2 separate regions of the Arachis hypogaea genome follow, and region 2 is linked to region 1. The links are chromatin contacts, called in public Hi-C maps. All regions are on one chromosome and are shown on one strand. Each heading gives the region's core, a stretch centred on a gene start, on an enhancer-like site or on the middle of the called end of the contact. The rest is flanking DNA. Distances are from core to core; before and after follow the strand shown.

Region 1 (4,447 bases), core at 789-3,288:
ATCGTGTTATCCGTAACATTTTTTAGAGATCTTTTTTATCAGTATCTAAATCTTTTAAATTGGTAGTTAACTTTTAAAAATATAAATGAATCAGATCAGTAATTTATGGAATGATATAGATAATTTTAAAATGGCCAATAGTAAATCACCTGGTATCTGAGGTGAATGAGCATAAATACCCTCAAAGTACCAAATAGCTTTAGCAGCACTAGGAAAATGGTCTGTCAAGAAACCACCTCCATTTTCTCTGTCAAATATTCCTGTATACCCCCATTCATCTCCGGCCAGAGGACCCAAGTTGCATATCTCAACGGCAAGAAGATCTCCAGGCTTTGCTGCTATACCATCACTGTCAACAATTCTAATTGGCCCACTAAGATAGTGGGTCTGAATCATTTAACTACCCCGGTTAGACTCCAACTCCATAGTTGATTAACCATAAATAATCATTCAGTTGAATAAAAGGACTAGCTAGTTATAAACTATCTAAAAAAAATCAACCAAGCTAGGTATATGTTAAATAGTCACTACTAATAAAAAATATATGTTAAAAGAAAAAGTCTAAGGCCAACAACTTTTGTGTTTTGTGGTCAGCACTTAACTATAAAAAAAAGTGAGTGATCTCTCACCATTTGATGTAATCTCATACTATTAAAAAGACTATTGATGGCCAATTGATGGTTATAAAACACAAAAGTTGCTGTCCCCTAACACTCCTCTTAATACATATTAAAAATAAATTAAATTATATATATGTATATAAAAATATATATTGATTAATTTGATGAATGTTTTTTATGCACATAATATTTTTTAAATATATATATATATATATATATATATATATATATATATATATATATATATATATATATATATATATATATATATCATGTAAAATTTTCCAAGAATCACGCAACATTTGGAATTTTAATTAAAGGAAACAGACAAAGGGAAATTTTTTGGTATCCTCAACTTTTTCATGGGATACCAGTGTTGTATGTATATCTTATAAGAATCAAGGGTTAGACTTACTCCATGTTTTTTTCTTCACCAAAATGTACTTTAAATAAGTAAATAAATAAAAATATCCAAGTATCGAACTCTTAAGCTAAATAATAGCCACTTATTAGGAACATATTCTTATTACGCAAACCTCATTCTCACCGAAATCAATTCTAATGGCTTCTTTTAAAACCATTATAATATAGTTATGCTGCAATAATATTAAGAAAAACATTACAAAAATATTTAATCTCATATTTTCGTAGCAATAAAATTGATCGATCTAAAATTTAGTACACTTAAAAATTTACAAATAGAAGCATTCTATTAGATGATAGTATAATACTGAACAATACTACATGAATTTTAAATCTTAAATTCTAATAATATAAAAGTAAAATATTAATCTAGCTAATATCGATAAAAGTATTTGCTCCCTAACATTTATCAATACTTTATTCACAGCACATCAAAATTCGCATCATAAATCGTAACAGAGTCAGTTACTTTGTTTGTACAGTGCGTTAATTGTGTGGCCTAAAGAATCACGTTTCTTAGTTATATCCAAAATAATAATTAAAAATAATCTTAGTTTTATTTATACCATATATTTTTACCTTTTAAGATTTTATAAGCAAAAAGTACTACAAATAATGATTTAAAAAAAAAAAAAAAACAAACATATCCTAAATTTCTAACGTAGAGAGAGAATGGATTGTGTTTGTTTCATACTTACAATAGAAAGGTCTACAAGTTTTATGTCCATTGCTGAATTATCATCTTTAATAGCTCCACCTGTCCAATCCACCATCTCTATTCTAAACACTTCACCAGTGTTAACTTCAGCAACGTATGGTATGTGAGGGTGCCATCGGTTATGGAGGGGAAGCTTTTGCTCCCATGGCTTCTTCTTCAGCTCTATTGGCACAACTAGTCTTGGAGTTGGTGGAGCCATGGATCAACTATAGTATATGCCTCTCGAAACAAAGGACTAATAATTGAGGTAGATAAATGTGTTCTATAAAGTTAAAGTTTGGCTTTTTTTTGTTGGTATTTAAAGTTTGGCTTTATGCTTTCTACAAAGACAACTGTGTAATAGGACCACAAAAGGGGACTAAAATTGTCTTAGTGTAGGCCACGTCTTAGTCCCCATTAATAGTGTGGGCCTTTGAGTGTATTCTTGACAAAAAATAAATGAATCACCCAAGAAAAAATAACTAAGAAATCAACAAGTCATCATCTTGTAGAAGAATACTAACAACTAGGAAAAAAACAAATAGCAGAGTGAAAAATGAACGAAAAGTTATTATATTTGGGCCTCTGTTGTTTTTGGGTGTTGGGCTGTTTGTGCATTACTATGCTCCAATATGTCCTTACAAGCCAGAGGATGATAGATGTTGAGAATCTCCAATTTGAACAAATTTGTATGGAACGGTTGGAGAGAAAGAGGTTTAATAAAGATATGGGCCAGTTAACCAATTTGGGTTGGTCGAGTGGTCAGCTCACTCGTCCGCTTAAGCAAGTGTCGGGGGTTCGAATTCCGTCTTGTACATGCAGGAACCCATTGGCTAGCGGCAGACCCTTAAATGGAGCTCCGATCCGCGACGGATTAGTCCTTGGCCTGTCGAACCGGGGGATACCGTGGGCAACCAAAAAAAGATATCGGTCAGTTGATTGGAGAAAGAGACAGAAAGAAGTTTCATAGAAAATAAGATTCATCGCAATGTGAAGGGCACTTTGATTGTTACAAACATACAATATAACACTGGAGGTCGACAGCATGATATATTTAGAACTTTTAGCAAATTCAATATTCATTAAGAGTTCACAAGTTGTATTGGAGAGAGCACGATATTCAGCTTCACTTGAGGAATGAGCAACTGTCATTTGTTTCTTAGTTTTTCAAAAAATTAATGAATCACCCAAGAAAAAGTAAAAACTAGTTAAATAGCATCTTATATCTGGATAGCTAGCCCAATCAGAATCATTGAAACCATACAATTGTAGTGTAGAAGTTCTGGGAAGGAAAAGGTCTCATTCCTGGCTGTTCTTTAGGTAACGAAGCATCCTGATGGTAGCACGGTAGTGGCCAGAAAGATCATGAACTGACTTAATTGTTGTGTTGCATATGTAATGTCGGACCGAATCATTATAAGATAAAAAAGACGATCAACAAGGCAGAGGTATACAGTGAGATCAAAAAGTAAAAGATCGCTATCTTAGGATAATCTGGTGGCACTGTCCATGGGTGAAGAAGTGGGTTTAACTCCCAATAAACCTGAATCATTCAATAAATTCAAGCAATATTTATGTTAGAAAAAAAATATCTCTTTAGCAGAGTATATAACTTATATTTTCAGAAAATATATCAAGATACCCAAATTTTTAATTTTGAAGTGAATATCCAAAATTTTTTTAAAAGAAGCAATCTTAGAATACATTAGTAAGGATTAAAGAATTAGAAAATTTCATAATTCCAATAAATTGAGATATGATTTAGGAACCATTTGGCATATGCACTAAGATAGGATTAATTGGAGAGTAAGAAAAAAATTGAGAAAATTAGATGTAATGTAGTCGGTTCCGGAATAAAAATTCCAAGCATTTGAAAATTTATTTTGTGAGGAAACATTATGCAAAACAAAAAAAAAAAAGAGAGGAACAAAGAAAGTGGGTACCAAACTTAGGCCTGGAAGAAGCCCAGATTTAGTTTAGTTTTTGCATTTATGAGCTTGGGCCTCTATATTTTTCAGAAGTGCTAGGAGAGCATTGAATTGGGCTGAAGTTAAGCCCAAGGGATTGACTTGTTGTGTTGGCCCATGGTGATCAACAATGATCAGTTTTCTCGCTACTTTGAAAGTGGGAAACTTGAGAAGAAGACTTGCCGGAGAAGATGAAGAAAACCAGTCGTAGAAGCGAGGACGAGCAGGATATCTTAGGTGGCCAGGAGGGTAACTGTGCTTGTCATAGCACACCTCCATGAAGGATCAAGGAGGAGAAGCTGCGATCGGACGATGGAGAATCGTTCATCAAGTCCCTTTAGATTATATTGGTGAAATATATTTAATAAAATCCATGCATTATATGCGGTATCAATTTCATATTCATTACTTTTAACAATGATACATTTAAATAAATTTAATGATTATATATTTTAAAAAGTAATTCAATTTTGAATTTGACACATTGGATTAGACTAAACAAAATAGTTTAAACATTTGCAAAATAATGTAAAAAATAAGTAATCAAACATTGAGATTGAAAAGTTATTTTTTACATATAGAATATAGCTAGAAAGAATTAGATAAATATTTTCTATACATACTATGTATTATTTTAATTAATTAATTTATATTTTTTATTACGTGGCATTATGTTGCTTTTTCCTTAGCACCACGCAAAAAATAATTTTACTATTATTTTTGCAAAATATATACTAAAT
Region 2 (4,447 bases), core at 1,008-3,507, 450 kb after region 1:
ATACCAAAGTCCATTAATGGCTATGTCTTCATTTCTAAATGTTCGAGATATATATCCTTGTTGAATTTGAACCTGAATTCACTTTTGCTTATAAATGTAAAATTTTGTTTTTAAGTTTTAAGAATTGGTTGGTATATAAAATATGTTAAAATCTATTATATCTCTCTAATTTTACAACCAAAATGTACCACATGTCACTCTTTTATTGCAATAGGAATCAAATATTTTCCTCCAAAATTAAGGAGTTTCCCTCTTCTTTTTACTAATTTTACAACCAAAATGTACCACATGTCACTCTCTCATTGTAATTGAAATTAAATCTTTCCCTCAAAAATTAAAGAATTCTTCCCTCCTCGTTACTAATTTTACAACGAAAATGTGCCACATATCACTCCCTCATTGCAATTGAAGTCAAATCTTTCCCTCCAAAATTAAAGAGTTATCTCCTCCTCCCTTTTCCTTTCGCTATTTCTCTCATTCCTTCGACCACTCTATCTATTTTATATATCATTATCAATATCAATGACTAATTATTAATTTGACAATCAAAATGTGCAACATGACATTCTTTAATTGCATTAAAATTAAAATTAAAATATTAAAATTGAAATTGAAATATACATGTATTATGTATCATATATTACTATCTAATTTAATAATATAATCAAATGTGTCATATGACACTCTCTTATTAAAATTGAGAAAAAATATTTTTTTCAAAATTAATAAACTCCCTTCCTAAATTTTCTCATCTACCTCTCTCCATTTTTCTATTTTTTCTACTATTTTTACTCTATATATAATTTATATTTTATATTAGTAATTTGACAAATCAAAATATGTCATTCGATATTTTTTTACAGTTAAAATAATTTTTTTTCTTTCAAAACTAACAAACTCTCACTCTCATTCTTCATCTTTATCTTTCTCTCTCTTTTCTCTAATTCTCTATTTTTTTTTCTATCTTTCTAAAAATAAAATAAAAAATAATATAATTTAAATAAAAATATTATTATTATTATTATATACATAGTTTTTAAGTTTTTTTATTTAGTTTTAAATTTTTACCGTTTATCTTTTTAATTTATATTTTTATTTTTCTTCTTTCAAATATTTATTACATATCATTTGAAAAAAATACTAATGTTATAATTAAAATTAGAATCAATATTCAATTATTTTTTAAAAAAAATAATTTTGAGTTAATTTTATAACTATCAGTATAATTTTTTTATGCTAATATCTAATTATATTTTTATATACACAGGAAGAAAAAATATTATTTTTAAATAACAAGTATAATTAATTAATTATTTTTTTTATGCAACAGACTTAACAGTTAATACCTAATTAAATGTAAAAGTATACACGTTAAATTGTTTTAAATTTTAGATAACAAATGTTAAAATTAATTATTAATAAAAAATTAGACTTTTTCATATAAAGATAATAACTAAAAATCTTATTATTTGATTTTTTATCTACAGATATCTTGGTCTTCTTAGCCAGAGACTTTTGTCAACCTACGACTTTTTTTTTTTTTATAAAAGTAGTTTAATTTTATAAATCTTTCGTGCCATGCATAATCTATACTATCAGAATAGAGTAGACTGTAGTTTTAAAAAATTTATATTTCTATAATGTTATTACAGATAAAAATACTAGTATATACTAAAAGTTACTATTTTGTAATCCTAAAAATATAAAAATAAAAATAAGTTTTCACTTTAAAATGTCTTATTAGATATATATCATATATCTATTCGTATATCTAAAACATTTCTAACATATCCTATAATTTATAATATTATTTTTTTATGTGCCTTCGGTTTAGTAAAATTCTAACCTGATGTAATTAGTGTATGTAGTCTTTGTTAGCCTACTGCTTCTTGTAACCTTTAGCTGTAACCAAAATACAAATTATTAGTTTTCTTCTTCGGAAAATGGTAATAAGCATGTAGAATATTCTTTTGAGAAGGTCATATTGGACATTTGGACCCAAAATTTTCAATTATGAACGAAAACGAAAGGCAAACTGGAATTGCTGACGTTTTTGCCAATTATTATGGAGAACTTTTCACTTGTCCTTTGCATGTTGATACAACGAACCGTCTCATCCGATCCACACAATAATTCAAGGTTATCTACTACTTTCAAGTTTGATAATAATTATAGTATTATTCTTAATTTAATTATATTTATATCCAAGTTCCCCTATAATATACTACTTTTGGTACGTATATTGATATATAGTACTATCAGAACTAGTGAAACTACACATATAAATAACTACAACTACCGAATTTCTTTAATTTATATACTACATAAGTGTCAATTAATTATGAACTCAACTTTTCCTTCCCATTTAGAAAAGCATGCCCTACACACGTTGACTTATTTAAGTCAAGCCACGGGAGCGAGGGATATAGTGAAAGAGAGAGGCACGAAAGCATGAACACACAGCAACAACAAGCTATAAGACGAAGACTAGACTTATTCGCTTCATTCCATTATTCATGAACTCTGAAACACGTGTATTGGATTATTCAAGTTATTATCAACCAATTTATCTCTTCAAATTATAAGCATCAGTTAAAATTATTTTTTATATTATATAAAATTGTCAAAGAATATATCGCTTTCATATTTTATTTTATTTTATTTTAATTGATTTTTAACATGTTATTCTCGTATTTAATGTTAGTATATCTCTTGGTGTAACTTTAATTTAGTCAAAATAATATCTTATATGTAAAATTAAAAATCCAAATTTCATATTATGACGAAATTCAAGTGTATGTTTGTCAATTTTTAAAGTTGTACTGGCAGTCTGGCACCTTAAATTAGTATCTTTTATATTACTAATAATTAAACACAACCATATATTTAAATATAATTAATCTCATCACTCAACCAGCAACTTAAATATCAGATAGGGAAGTGTTACCACCGCCGAGTTCCTCTAAGTGTCTAACTGATAACTGATTCAATTCGATATAATAATAAGAACATTTGAATCAACTATGATCCTATTGGAGTAGTCTTAATTATGAACATATGAATATATAGTGTAAATTAAAATAATAACAAAACTCAAATTATTTGTTTGTTTGCTACTATGATTACTATTATGATCCTTTTCTTTTCAGATTAAGAAGGTATTAATTATTTAAGGTTTATAAATTAGAATTTAAAATTTAAAATTTAAGATAAATAGACTATTAAAAAAATTTATTGATGTTAGTTAAAAGATAAATTACCAAAACTACACCTAATTTTTTGATACACTCACAAAAATAACCATTACTTTTGATAATGATAAAAAAGTGTCAAAATACTATTATAAAATATGCCAAAAATAATAAACAATAATATTTTTTAAAAAATGACAAATAATTTTTGTATTTGACAACTTATGCATTTGATTTAAAATTATGTAAGAATATTTAGATAACTATTTAATAAATATATATAAAAAACTAAATAAAAATTTGACCTCTAGAATTTGTTTTTTATTTTTTAAAAATATTTTTGTCGATAAAAAAAACATAAAAAATTTATTTAACACAAAATTACTAAATTTTAAAGATAAAACTATCTTATTTTTTAATGATGTTTGTATAAAATTATATCAAAATTTAATTTTTAAAATATTTTTTAAAAATATATATTTAATATTAGATATTTATATTGTATTTTAAAATATTTTAAAAATATTTTTATCATTAATAAAAATAAAGATCACTTTTGTCAGCGTTCTGATCTTTTTATGCAAAATTAGTGATTTACTCTTAATTAAAAAAGTATTAACTTTTTAACATTACTCATGTTTGAAAAACCAGTACATTGTATACTATTGTTGCAATGTCCAAATATACTGCGTATGGTATAACTATAGTTGGCATCATTTTAGCTTAGCTTCTTGCTATTCTTTAAGGGAAGATAATGTCAATACAATCTTATACGGCTAAATTATATAGTTAAATCCAACTTTATCATGCTGCTGGTAGCACCATTGTTCTATCCATATGCGATCAGGATTCTTTGTGTCAATATCATTATACTACACTCCATCATAATACAAACAAATTGAATATGGTATTATTGTGGTTCAAATTCTTGTGGAGCAATGCAAACGACAAAGCAATATATATAAACTAGTTTGATAGAATTTTTGTTTTAAAAATAATTTATTAAATTAATTTTTAAAAGATAATTTTTAAATAAAATTTTAGTATTTATTTTTAATAAATCAAACTAAAAATAATTTATAATAAAAATAACTAATAATTATATTTAATAAATAATTTTTAAATTTTAAAAAATTATAATAAATATAAATATATAAAAATTAATTGTATATTTATTAATATATAAAATTATATTAAATTTTTTAATTTTAATAAGAACAAATTAATAACTTTTAAAAATATTTCTATAAAAAAGA

The links. Hi-C and Micro-C count contacts between places; a contact is called where the count stands out from the background.
Region 2: a contact with region 1 is called in a Hi-C map of leaf, with 2.1 times the contacts expected there. The contact joins the enhancer-like site here to the promoter of LOC112720640 in region 1. A contact is called at or near these places in 2 of 8 Hi-C or Micro-C datasets (both in leaf).

The regions. Positions count from the first base shown.
Region 1 is chr11:32,776,276-32,780,722 of arahy.Tifrunner.gnm2.J5K5, forward strand. LOC112720640 reads right to left here and starts at 2,039. Exons shown (of 7, transcript XM_025771656.3): 1 at 1,742-2,039; 2 at 150-387. The coding sequence starts at 1,960.
Region 2 is chr11:33,221,439-33,225,885 of arahy.Tifrunner.gnm2.J5K5, forward strand. No RefSeq gene overlaps it. Among protein-coding and RNA genes, the nearest start is that of LOC112720644, 13 kb to the left of the region's middle. Within about 2 kb of position 2,258, at least 2 of the 3 cell types and tissues checked have open chromatin away from gene starts, as enhancers often do.